Linked DNA regions of Anser cygnoides: region 2 is linked to region 1. A link is a contact called in public Hi-C data. All regions are on one chromosome and are shown on one strand. Each heading gives the region's core, a stretch centred on a gene start, on an enhancer-like site or on the middle of the called end of the contact. The rest is flanking DNA. Distances are from core to core; before and after follow the strand shown.

Region 1 (6,795 bases), core at 2,941-5,440:
AACCACCCTTTCTGTGAAGAAATCCTTCCTGGTATCTAACCTAAATCTCCCCTGGTGCAACTTGAGGCCATTTCCTTCTTGTAGTGAGGGGCCCAAAACTGAACACAATATTCAAGGTGTATTTGTGCATTGTCACTTCCATTCACCTGTAGAATAAGGGTAAGTGATGGTTAATCTCAATGACTGGTTGTAGTTAATGATGACATTAAGTTGCATCAGTGACCAATGCAAGAGAATAGTGAAATAATATTTGCCTATTCACTATCTTTCAGTTATCCGTCAACTTGTCTGCTGTCCTTGTCTCTAATACTTACACACCATACGCATTTTTTCTAGCTATAGCATTAATAGCTTGCATAGAGTAAGCGGAGTACAGACCTGGGCTAAAAAATTTTGCTGGGGATCCTGATGAAGAGGCGAGATAGTTCCTTCTGGGCCAAACCAAGCATTAATGGTGATGTCATCTTCTTCTCCTTCCCCCAGGCAGCAGTAGTCAGGGATACTGATATCCTCTTTCAGTTCTGGGATCTACTCCCATAAAGAAATGAACATTAAAAAGGGTATGTACTAACTTGTGAAAGGTGTACAATTCATAGAGTAACAGGGCTTAACACAAAGAAAACAAATGACCTGCTTGTTCTGCAATGGCAGCAGAGAAATAGCTGGGCTGCTGGGAATCTGCAGGACATGTCCTCACGGTTTCTGTCCTAGCAGATTCTGTTGGAAGGAGGTGGAATTAAAAAGGAAAGGGGTTTCTTATACTTCTGAGACCCCATTTGCTTCAGCAGAAACCAGAGAAACTCACGGAACGACAGAACTACAAGAATAAGCAGGTTTGCTGTTCAAGGAAAAAGCACAGCTTATCTTTCATACACTAAGCTTGCTTCTCTGTATGATTCGTTTTCCTACCTCCCACCAACCTAATCTCCTCTGTTTAACTGAAATGACATTGCAGATTTGGTGAACGTATCACCACTGAAGTCTGTTTCCTGTCCAAACCTCCTCCCTAACTTGCCTATTGTTTGGGAAAATGCTGCTTTCCAGGTGGTATTCCTGTAAGTAAATGCTACATTGCACTGAAACAGCCCTAAAATCAAACACCTTCACCTCTGAAAGGCTTTTGTTTCCACTCCTTTCAGCCAGGTGGAACAAAATCCTCCCCATGGAACAAAATCCTTCCTTCAAAACAGCTGGAATAAAAACTTCAGACTTATTGTCAATTCCTCATAAGCCCTTCCATCTAGAAGAAATGACATTCTCAGGGATGATTTGACACACGAAGGGAACACTTGACTGCAGAGAGGAAAAACATTCATGCAGTTTTACCTGATCAAAAAGCTGGTGCTGAGCAAGGTATCCTACACTGTTCTGAAATTACAGCAGAGAAAGAAAAATGCATAGTGACATACAGGTAAGACTTCTTGGTCATTAATGTATTTATAGGTAAGAAGAATTTACTTGTAAGTAAGAACATCTATTTACAATGTACTATTTCAGAGTACTAGAATTGCTTCAACAGCTCACTAGTATAAGGGGTCTTCTGAAATAACAACTTACATCTATACTGAAATTATAAGAGTGTAGATGCATCCCCACAACCACGGTTGTTGCAGTAACTATTTGTAGCTTCAGATCTCGCAATGCCAAACCTTTTAATTCAGTGCTACGCTTATTGCCTAACCCCACCTTCAGGACTACCTCCAAGCATGTTTATTCTAATAAGCTCCAACTAGGCAAATATTCTATACCAGTACCCACTGCTGCTTTTGGAAAAGAAAAAAAATTAAGAGTAACAGACCTCATTCACAATATACTGGTTGATGAAGTCATTGACAGTCATGAGCTTCTGAGACCATTCCTCATCGGTATATCGGGAACCCAATTCTACAGGGACTGTGCGGCACCCAGCAACTTGACAAAAATAGTCCACACTGAAGTGAAAAAAGTTCCATCACACTTTTATACTTCTCTTGTTACCATTTTTGAATGTGAGGACAATCGATCAAAATAAATCTTTCAGGGTAATAAAACCACTACCATGAGTTTTTCCCCTCTTAAACCAACAAATCAGAGAGACAAAGGTTAGCAGTAAACAACCCAAGCAGCAAGAAAACAAGTGGTTAATGTCATCTGTGTATTATGCTGCCTGTTTTGTTTTAAAACCTTGTTTACCTCAGTTAACTATTGTTTCCTTAACAGCTAGGGAGATTTAAGCAGTTAGTCTCTTGACTACTGATGGCTAATCTTTTTGCTGCCTGCAACCAAGTTTGCTAAATAAAATACTGTTTCTTGCTACTATTAATGCTAGATCAACTGTCTACCAGTGCCAGATTCTGTATACAGGTGCCAGTAATATCCACCCTGGCTAAAGTCAGAGGAATTCCTTTGAACGGTGATACACATCTCTTCGTTGGCCATGATATTAATTACATTAAGAAGTTCATCGTTTTAAGTATCTGAAGATAGGCAGAGGAGTACCTTGGCTGCAGAAAAAAAAACAACAAAAATCCCTAAGACATAACAAAGTTACATATATAATATGTACAAATATAAAATGTAGATAACCAATTGTATTTTAGAGATATATATACACATGTTATATATAAAATATATAACAACAATCTACATTAAATTAACGTAGATTTTACCCTTGACTGTGGAATGGAAGGATATAAGCAATTCCTCTAACTAAGCCTGAGTACTTTCTTCCTTTAAGAGGAATCATAAGCTTCAGCTCACAAATATTTGATTCTCATGACTGGAAATGTTGGCACCGCTGCCTACATTAAACTAATGGCACAATGTTATTACTCACTCCTGAATTCAGGTGTCTGAAACTGAACACTCAAAAGTGCTACTGAGCAAACAGCACTACTTGTACTTGTGAATGAAAGAGACAGTTATGCTTTATTCATGCCTCTCTGAAATTAAATTCCCATTGCACTATTTACCAGCAAATTCTAGGACGTAAGTATCACCAGCATCTGATCTTAAAACGAGAGTAAATTCACCGATATAGTTAATGGTTCATACTCACCTCTAGTTTCCAGTTACGTACAACAATGTGCAGGGAATTTGCCAGGGTTCTCTCCTGCACCAGACCCTGAAAGGAAGAGCTGGATTCCAGTGCAGTCTCTGCCAGCACCTGATTCCCCTGGCACACGGCAGCACTTACAACACGATGTTCTAAACTGATTTGATTCACTTCTAGCATCTATGGAAAAACATTTACTGAGCAAAGACAGTACTGCAGCAGGAAGATACGCCCAACCAAAACCAGCCCTCTCGGTGCTCGCCTTCTGTAGAGGTGTCTACCACGAAAAGGCGCGTCAAGATATCTGATGCACAAAATGATCCCCGCCTTATAAGCACGGGGAGGAAACTGATTTCTCACCTCCACTTCTTCATACACGGCCAGTGGTCAATAATTCCCTCCAAGACAACAGGCTGCTGTGGAATTAGATAGTTGTCTCTGAAGTGCTCTAGCGAAGGGCAGCGAACGTGCGGAAGCGCTTCTTCTGGCTGCACCACGGGCGCCGGAGGGGGGCCAACCCGGACCCTCTGCAACAGAAACGCCCTCCTCAGGCGGCTGCCCCCGCGGCTCCCCGCCGCCGCCCCACCGCGCCCGGAGCGGGGCCGGGCGGGGCCCGGCGGTCCCTGGCGGCGGCGGGGGAGCCCCGGGCCGCCGTACCTTGGCGCTGCCCCCGGCCGCGGCGCGCCGCTTCCCGCGGGGCAGCCGCGCCTGCAGGAGGCGGACGAGGCGGGCGAGGACGTTGTCCAGCACGGAGGCGCCCATCAGCAGCCCCATGTCGCAGAGGCGAACGGCGGGCGCCAGCGGGCGGCAGGCGGCGACCTCGGCCAGCGCGCCGAAGAGGCAGCCGTAGGCGTAGACCTGCCGCCAGGCCTTGCCGACCTCCCGCCACGGCCCCGAGTTCAGCTTCTCCCAGGCGTAGTCGCGCAGGACGTCGCCCAGGCGCCGCAGCTCCGCCGCCGCCCCGCACGGCCGGCCCGGCGCCCCGTAGAGCAGCCCGCGGGCCCGCCGCAGCAGGGGCGGGACGCAGTCGTCCACCTCGCCGCTCAGCGCCAGGGACAGCTCTTCCTCGGCACCGGGCAGCAGCGCCCGCGCCTCCGCCCACAGCGCGCCCGCCGCCGCCATGGCCGCGCCGCCGCCGGCTGTGCGCGGGCACGCCCCGGCGCTGCCGAGCGCGCGCAGCCGCAGAGCGGGCGCAGCCGCAGAGCCGGCGTCCGCAGGCGGGGCGCGGGGCGGGCGGCGCCGGCTGGGCCCGGCCCCAGGGGCCGCGAGCGGGGGCGTCCCGCCGGGCCCGCGGGGGGGGGGCCGGCAGTCCAGGTGCCCTTATAGCCCAGGTCTCACCTGTGGCCCAGGTCTCTGTGAACGATGTAATAATCGCCAACGCTCAATTTAGTTCTCACTTGGGCCCCTCACCTGCAAACCTACTGGGACTTAGTAATCGTGTGATTGATTGGTGCAGCTATTTGTATTAAGGGGGAGTATACGCGTCCAGTCCAGTTTTCTTTGTGGGGTGTCTTACATGTTAACCACGCATTGATGGTGCGAGGAAGATTGCTCTTTCCAGTCTGCAGTCTCTTTTTTCCAAAGCGGGACTGCTGTTAGTGAGCAGATGACTCCTGGAAGACTTGGGGGTTCTTGCAGCCAATGTTGGTCCTAAGTATAAGATAGAAAGAAAGTATCAGAAAGAAAGCCCACCTGGGGCCTTGCCTTCTGATTTCAGTGATGTGGGAGGAGGCTAGAAGCTTTAGGAAAGTGCACTACTGTGAGGCAACATCTTTTTGGTGGATTATGTTGCATGCTTTAATCCTTGCTTAAGAAAATGTACTTCCTGTGTGGAATATGCACCTTATTCTCCTAACAGATATCACACGGCATCTTTCAAGCCCCAGCTTGATTTTGTAACGTGCCCTGAATGTGTTGTCAGTACTTAATGATTAACTGCAAAGAAAATATTACTTAAGTTGAAATTCATCATCCCCGGAGAATGTTTTAGTATTGTAACCCAAAATCTGAAGCAAAATAATAACAAATGAGGAGTTTGTAACTTGTGAAAAATCTTAGAGGTATTGCTTGTGAGGTGTTCGATTTGTCAGACTTGATGCAAAATCCTAAGTTTACAGAAAAAGGTAAAATCATCATTTTTTGTACTGAGATCACCCATTCTTTGTTCTAATCTCAGTTGTGAGTGCTTTCATAAAAGAATTAGTGGATCTGAGTCCTTCTATTGGTGTTACTTCTAAACCTGATTCTGGGGCCCACAGTTAATGATGTTACCTTGACCATCACTGCTGGAGAAGTAATATCTGCACCAGACATCAAAAAAATGTTCCATATCTTGTCTTGCCTTTGTCTCCACTGGAAAAATCAAGCATTTGGCCAGTTCAGAATTTAATTATTTGTAGTAATATTCACTTTTACAACATTCACTCCTCCTGCAGCAATCGGAACTTGGGAATTCAGATCCCCAAATTCCAGCAATGAAACTAACCTTAAAAAGTATGGTTGGGGTTCGTATATTAAAGCAAACAGTACATATGCATTTCATGTTCATGCCTCAGGCCTAGATTCTCTGTTACTAAAGCTAGTACATTTTCAGTTAGAACTTAAAATGCTAGTTGATTTTATTAGTTTGCCCATTTAAAAAGAAATCCTTATATATGCAAATGTTTTAATGGAGTTAACAGGAGCTAACAATATTGTTAGTATTCATTAACATTAGTGAACATCGCTTAGAGCCATTTTTCTCTGAATCACTGTTTCCAGCAGTTGGTCTAGGCAGAGCTGGCACCTGTTAGCTCATTCATTCTGCAGCATGAGAGAAGGGTGTTCAGGTGGGTTTGTGTCCTGTGGCAGGCACAAGCATACAAGCTGCTGGGCTGCTGCGAGCACCGCAACCTGCCATGTCAGGGTTACTAGCGCTGTGCCCATGGTGACTGATGTCTGTGATTTTGATGCTTGAGTGAGATGGTGGGTATCTAATCCCCTGCAAGAGTCTAAACAGGGAAGATGCACTCACGAATGGCCTGGGTGGTGTAAGCATTCATTGCTCATCCCAGCAGAGGGTGCCTGTCAGTGTTAGCAGTGGGCTCGGGAATGAAGTGGAGGAAAGGCTGGTGCTGCCGCTGCCCTGCCATGTGTGTTTTAGGGTAAATAGATTGTAAGTGGGACTGTTGGCTTGTACCTTCCATGAGAACTACATTCGTTTAATGCTCTTCCTAGCCTCCTCCCAGCCACCCCCCCCCTCAAAAAAAAAAAAAAAAAAGTGCAATGTGCCCTGTGGTCCTCTGGTGAGAGTGTAAATTGATGATTGCCATGGCAGTGTTTGTTATCATGACTGACTCTGATTTTCCATTACAGAAGATGAATGGTTGTCTCTTTCTCTGGAAGAACAAAAGAATAAACTCATAAGACACAGATTTTGGATGTCTTCCTGGCTGCCTCTACCTGCTCCTTTGGACAGGAGATAAATAATATTGATTAATAATACATAGATAATTAATTGTTGCACAAGAATTATTTTCCACAGATAAGCAAATACTTCCTGCTCAAGAGTGACAGAGCCACGCATTTTGATTGTATCTTGGAGTCAAGCATAACTGTAAAGCAAAAGTGTAATGATGGATATGTCTTTATCAACCTGTTCCCTGCATTGTGTTTTTATCACTGCCATCTGCTCTGCTCAGAGTGGCAGCTGCCAGGTCTCACAAATAGCGCTGTCATGTACTTTCATGTAGAACAACATATTGTCATAATTTCTCTGATAT
Region 2 (6,795 bases), core at 1,372-3,871, 470 kb after region 1:
CAAAGGAAAATGCACTGCAACAGCAGGAAAAAAAAAAGGCACGGGACCTACTGTGAAAGCTGATGAGCACGTTCCAAGAAAAAGGAGGCTGAGCAAAGAAAAGCCAGAAGCAGCACAGGAAAGAGGAGATCTATGCAAAGGATTAGGTCTCCTTCATTAGAAGCGTGGCACATGGAGCTATGAACACTAACTGCTTCTTCTCTCCTCCTCTTCCTCTGGCTGTCTGCGGTCACACACTGCTGTGCCCTGCCTTCACTCAGGTGAGAACTCCACGCAGTGCTGTGCAGTGGAACACCACAGCCCCACACCCTCAGCAGCACCTCCATGTGGACACAGAGGAGAGGCAGCAACCAGAACAAGTGTTTTTCAGAAGTGCTGTGACAGCAGGAGAGGAAAAGAGAACGAAGAACAGTCCAGAAATATAAAATGATTCTCTACGTAAAGGAGAAAGTTTATAAAACAACTTTTATAAAGGCAGTGAGGAGTCAGAACGCTTCCAAACAAGTTTCCATCTTGGTTACAACACCCATTTCTCCCAAATAAGCCCAGTAGCACTGCGATAACACAAAACCAGAGGCCTTCTACCAATTTGAGCAGCATTTCCCATTTACAGGGCATCCACGGCATAACTAAATTATGCCAGCAGGGTAGCCCTGCCTCAGCACCTCCATTTCACACATCTGCATGACCTTTATAAGCAGATAAACTAGTCCAGACTGCAAAGATGCACTGGACCACAGGCAAGTGCAGAGCACCTAACATTTCATTGCACCCGGCTCCACCAGAAAAAGCACAGAAACACAGAGACAGAAGCCTTCGGGACACATACTGCACACCCAAATAACATTGTACTTTTTGAAAACAGATAAACTCTGCACCGACAGTAAATGACGCCAAGCCTTACTGACCTACAGACTGAGAGTTAAAAGCAGCAACAATCTGAGGGCTGGCCATGGCCTCTAGTCGGTTCTTCAGAGCCTCAAGATGCACGCACTTCTCAGAGTAATCCGGTGTATCCACAAGCATAGCCAGGCTGCTCTGCATACTTGTTAGCTTGGCCGAAATTGCAGACACATCCTGCCACCAGGAAAAGATAACGAGCTTACTTAACGTGACATTAGAAAGCATTAATACCTGTTTCAAAATGACATTTTAAAGGCACTTCAAGAACCTGCTTTTAAATGCAGTTTGCCTGGGAATTTGAAGGCCCAAAGACCAAAAAGAGCAATGTGGTACCTACCTGTGTTTTAAGAGTCTCTTCAATGTCTGCACTTAACGTGCTCCATTTGTCTGCTTCCTCAAGTGACTCTGCAGCCAACTGCATTCTAGATTTCACTCGGTCAATCTCTACCAGGACCTGAAGGAAAACAAACAAACAAAACAAAAAACATTACCCATCGAAAGAGGGACTGCAATGGTTACTTCCGTTACGGGCGTTATTTTTAGTGTAGATTTTTAAAATTGGGTAAAAAGATCATGCCTGTTACAAAGAGAAAGGAGTTGGCTGAAAGAGCTAGAGATGTTAAAACAACTTTGAAAATCAAACACCACAAGGTCAGTTAGAATTGTTGTACCAGTAGGTACTAAAAGTACAACATTTGCCCGAATGACATTACGTAGCCCAGTTAACAACAGGCAGAAACCTTGCCAATCGGCGCTACCAGCCAGGTAACAGCTGCTCTGGCTGCAGAGCTTGCTTCCTTAGCTAACCGCCACTTAAACGCGACCAGCTTTTGTGCAGAAGTGCCGGCTGCGCCAGTCCACGTCCTGCCCCCTTTTCTGCCGGAACGCTAATGGAAGTGTCGCTGCGCACCTTTACTTGACCAGATCGTTTAACGCGACCAAGCCTACCGACGTTAGCATTTCGTGCTACAGATGAATGCTACGGAAGGCAAGAACCTGCCTGCATCGACTGAGCCGTGTCTTCTTCGAATTTCTTGATATCTTCTTTAACGAGGACCATTTGCTCCTTCAGGAAGGTTGCCTCCTGTTTCAGGACCTCCAGCTCCCGGAGGACTCGAGGCATGTTCTGCAGGGCCTGATGACTCGTTTCTGCAGGGGCACAGAGCAGGACAGTGAGGCGGGTCTGACAACCCTCGCGTGAAAGAAGGAGCTTTTCGGTAGCCACGGTACTTAAAAAGGGAGTAACGACGTTCAGTACGTTTAAAACTTAAACACGAACTTTAAGGTGCTCGTTTAGCAGCGCAAGGACTGCTCTCCCTCAGGACTTAAGCCGTGACAGGCAGGCAGCGCCGCGCACGGCCATCGCCACGGCGGCAGCCGGCAACCGCGGCGCCGGGCGGGCGGGCCAGGGGCGGGCGGGCCGCGGGGCCCGGCGGGGCCCGGCGGGGGCCGGCGGCGCACCTTGCAGGACGTTGTTCACCTCCTGGATGAGGACCTGCAGCTTCATCACCAGCGTGGCCGCGTGCGCGTCCGGCTGCGCGGGGCCGTCCTGCTGCCCGGCGCGGAAGGCGGCGTTCACCCAGCTCTTCACCTCGAAGTCGGCGGCCGCGAACCGCGAGATGTCCATGGCGCCGCCACCGGGCCGCGCGGCCCCGCCGACGGCCCCGGCCCCGGCCCCGGCGCACCCGGAACCGCCGCCGGGCCCCTCCCGGCCGCCGTACGGCACCGGGCGGGCACCGCCCGCACCGCTCCGCGCCGCCCCCGCCGGGCGGGGCCTGCCCGGGCCCAGCCGGGGCCGGGAGACGGGGAGGGCTCCGCCGGTGCTCCCCCCAGCTGCCCCCCGGTGCCCGCCCCGCGCAGCACCGGCAGCGCGCCGAGGGGAGCGGGGCCCGCGGCCGCCCGGGCTCTGCGCGGCACGGGGCGCGATCGGGTCCCGCCCGGGGGGCGGCTCCGGCCCGGAGAGCCCCCGGAGCGCCGAGCGGCACCGCACGGGGTGCTCCGCAGGGCTGGCGGCCGCCCCCCGGCTCCCCCCGGCTGTGCTTCCCCGCCAGCCGCCGCCCCGGGCCCTCCCGGCCCCGTCCCGTGCCCGCAGCCCCGCCCGTGCCCAGCCGCTCCCCTGACAAGGGCTGGGGGGTTCGGGATTCACGAGCCCCACACGGGCTGAGCGCTGGTCCGTGTATTTTTTAAACCAGAAAAAGCACGTAACGGGAAAGGGGGCCCGGAGAAGAGCAGGGAAGGCGGTACAGAGGAAGCCTGCGGGCGCTCAGGGTGCAGGGCCCTACACAAGGGGCAGCTGCAAAGCAGGGGCAGCTGCAAAGCAGGGGCAGCGACACAAAGGCCGTGGCAGAAGCAGCCAGGTGCACTCCTGCCAGACACCTGCACAGAAACCAGAAGGAAGGGGACGACAGATCCTGAGGAAAGGAGCCGTTGCCCAGGCCCGGCGGGCACTCCTGGCACGCGGTCCCCCAGCTCCCACCCTCGCCATCATCCCCAAGGCAATGTGGCAATGTCCGAGCCAGACGAAGTTCAGCTTTTGCCCCACAGCTCTGCTTCTGGGAAGCTGGTCACCTCTCCCACCTCGCTGAGGGGCTGCTCGCCTTGCGTGAATGTTAGCTTGTACCTTAGGCGGATGGGAACCTATGGGAGAAAGGAGCAGAGAGAGGGCAACGTCATGGCTGCAGGCTCCTGGGTCTCCTTCCCTCATCCCTCACAGCCTTGCTGCAGTGAATCACCCTCTGCAAGGAGAGACTAACGCTTCAGACCTGCAGAAGCTCTGCATGGAACAAGACCTAGATCTTCACAACACACATAAGGAGCCCCTGGGAAGGAGACCTGTGCACACCCTGCAAGGGCGTGCTTGGAAATCCAGGCCAACCTTCTTGGAGACAGAGGACTCCCTTACACCCATCTTCTGTCCCATAGTTATTCATCAATGCAACAAAACTGCCACCCATCATTCGTGCCTTGGGTGGCCTCACGTTCCATTAGTTGCAGACAGCTACACAATGTCCTCTCCAGGTGCCATCGCAGCAGGCAGACAAGCAAAACTGTGCAGGCCATTGCAGCAACTACCCGTTCGGTCCTTCAGATTACTGGTCTGAAAAGCTGTGGCAGTGGAAAAAATGTCTTCCCAGCACAACCCAGACTTGTCTCTTCCACCCATCTCCCAACTAATAACATTGTTCCTGCCTTTCACGCTAACACTCCACCCATTACAGTCACGTTCAGAGTGACCTGCCAAGAGAATCACTGCCACGTACTTTGTGTGGATTGGCAAGCAGCAGGACCTGGGACACCACTGCTGGGGGAAGAAGAGGGCTGAAGGCTGGAAGCTCAGATCCGGATGCTGGTTGCAACTTTATTTTCATAGCCTGAAAGACAAAACAAAATGAATGCCTTTTGGTCCACGCTGAAAAAGAGCTGGGAGTATTACCAAGCCACAGAGCTAGTTAAAGATGTCAGACAGATTTTGTCATTTAATGAAATGCACGCCTATCCACAGCCTGCCTCTAAAGGCAGATATTCTTAAACAGACAATTCTTTGCTGTGCATACGGACAGAATAGGTGCCTTACCAGGAGGCTAAAGCAGAGTGTCTGGAGCCCCATTTCTTTCTCTGAAGGCTAAGGATCCACACTGAAACAGGCACCTGGGCCACAGGCACCACCATACAACTGGTTTACAGTTCAGAGAAAACGAGCTGTGCAATTTCCAATATACGAGACAAATTCTAAGCACAAAATGCCAAACCTCCTTCTCAGGACATTTCTGAGTAGTCACACTCCCTTTTATTCATCACTGGCTCCTTACCTTTGGGACTGCAGCCTGGAACACTATGTCCTTAATTGGCTGAGCCGATGTGCTCAGCATGGAGAGAACCATCACCAGCACATCTGGTCGGCCAGGAGCTGGGTCTCTGGAGAAGTGGAGCATAGCCTTGAAACCGTTCCTGTCATACACCGTAAGGGGACAGATATCGCCTGCCGGAGACAAAAGCGAAATAAGAAACAAAGCATAGATTGCCCCTCCCTTCTGAGGGCAGAACAGTGAAGACAGGATAAGGAACAGCAAAAGGAGACACTCGTACAAACTTGTACTTCCTCTAGCAAACTCTCAGGCCAAGCAGCGTACAGCGTTTGGCCATGATTTACATTTCACCTCCAGGACACAGAAAGGAATCTGAATGTCTGAATTAGGTACAGGACAACTAGTAGCTCCGTTGTTTACAGTCAGTTAGAGAGATCAGGTACGAATCCAAGAGGGAAGTTGGGAAAAGCAAAAATATAACTTCAACACGTACAGAACTTAGCCCCTTATTGCTGGGGTAAATCCACACCTATCACCATCCAGCCTTTCCAAAACCAGACAAATCCCGAGCTTGAGAGTGAAGTCAGAAGACAACTGAGTCAGTATGTCTTTGCTCCTGTATTCTTCAAAAATAACAATGGCCAAGACTCTGCAGTCCTCCTCTAACAGGACATGCCCTATAATGAGACGCTGGGGTGCCACGTACCCTGGGTAACACTCGCTCCATGAAGTGCTTTCAGACAGTGTTAAATCAAAAAGTGCAGGTGGGAAGAACAGCTCTGCCTTAGGAAGTGGGATAACTCCCATGCACAGATATCTCGTAAGCCTCTGGAAAAGAACTGCTTGAAGTTTGATTAAAGATGCTAGGGCCAAAAAGTTTAGAAGCACAGTAAGATTAGCCACGACAGGAAACTCCTGACTACTGACGAGGGAGGACAAGGACATTTCCACGGAATAACTCCTAGAACTTGCTCAAATTCTCAGATACACTAAGTCCTTCACAGAATACTCTATTTTTCTCCAGCTGGCCCTCACAACATGAAGATACTTTGGCTTTCTTGTTCCCGTGCAAGAATCACAATAAGAGCTCTATTAAGCAGAGCCGGGGCACAGAAATTATTGCACTTACTCGGTGTAATTGAAATTAAAGGGACAAAAAGGTTTGCTAGAGAAACATCATTGGAAGCTGGATGCAAAGAGGCAGCAGGCTTCTGCTCGTAGCCTAGGCTGGAGAATGAAGGATCTGCCATTGAGCTATTTGGAAGATCTGGAAAGGGCAATTTCATTGGTGACAAATCCCTGGAAAGAAAAGCATGTAGAAAGCTTTTATTAACTGGGAAGACTACATGGTATATACCATTTTCTGCTGTGTCCATTTTTGCGTTCCCAATCCCTCATCCCTTTTATGTATAAATAAAGTACGAGCTTACTCTCTCCGAGTTCTAAAAAAGCTTGAAAATTGCCTCTATTTTGTATAGAAGAAGCTGCTGTTTCGGTGTTCATTAAGGCAGACTTTGGTTTCTGTTACTGTCATGAAACTTTGTTCCAGGGCTCTGGTGGCCTGTGCAGGCTCTCTGGGGCTCTAGTCAGTGAGATTAAAGTAAGTTCTAGCTCAAAGACAATGCAGACGGCTAGGAATCTCCAGTAAAATTGCTTGGCCTATGTTCTGACAGACTGGATAAGCTCATCATAATGGTCACCTACTCTGAAGACCTGCGGAGATTAATTTGGTTCATAAACTGTTAGGTTTCTAATGAATGCCAGGAAACAATCTTCTCAGAGCCTGAAAAAAGCTGGGGAAAGTATTTTCTGAGTCACAGATTATTAAAGGAGACCTGTCTGTAAGGTTTTTGTTCCTTTAGCTCAAGAATACCTTGTTATTAAGCCATAGGATTTGTTCTACCACATTTCTGACGCTTTGAAAGTCATAGTGCGGAATTAGAATAAACAGGTGCACGACTGCTGCTTAAGAGCTGATGCATGGATGGATAGCTTGCCATCATTAACCAGATGTAGTTAAAAGGTTTTCCCAACCCTCACTGCTGTAAAACAATATTCCTCATCTCCAAAGTCAGACTGGACTGCA

What was found. Hi-C and Micro-C count contacts between places; a contact is called where the count stands out from the background.
Region 2: a contact with region 1 is called in a Hi-C map of liver, with 1.8 times the contacts expected there. The contact joins the promoter of COG7 here to the promoter of KDM8 in region 1. A contact is called at or near these places in 2 of 7 Hi-C or Micro-C datasets (granulosa cells and liver).

What each region holds. Positions count from the first base shown.
Region 1 is chr15:296,367-303,161 of Taihu_goose_T2T_genome, forward strand. KDM8 (lysine demethylase 8) reads right to left here and starts at 4,191. Exons shown (of 6, transcript XM_066977959.1): 1 at 3,692-4,191; 2 at 3,395-3,561; 3 at 1,799-1,931; 4 at 379-528. The coding sequence starts at 4,156.
Region 2 is chr15:763,729-770,523 of Taihu_goose_T2T_genome, forward strand. It overlaps COG7 (component of oligomeric golgi complex 7), which reads right to left and starts at 2,622. Exons shown (of 17, transcript XM_066977788.1): 1 at 2,365-2,622; 2 at 1,904-2,052; 3 at 1,241-1,357; 4 at 909-1,077. The coding sequence starts at 2,530. GGA2 (golgi associated, gamma adaptin ear containing, ARF binding protein 2) reads right to left here. Exons shown (of 17, transcript XM_066977790.1): 14 at 5,839-6,008; 15 at 4,713-4,882; 16 at 4,164-4,274; 17 at 3,065-3,540. The coding sequence ends at 3,430.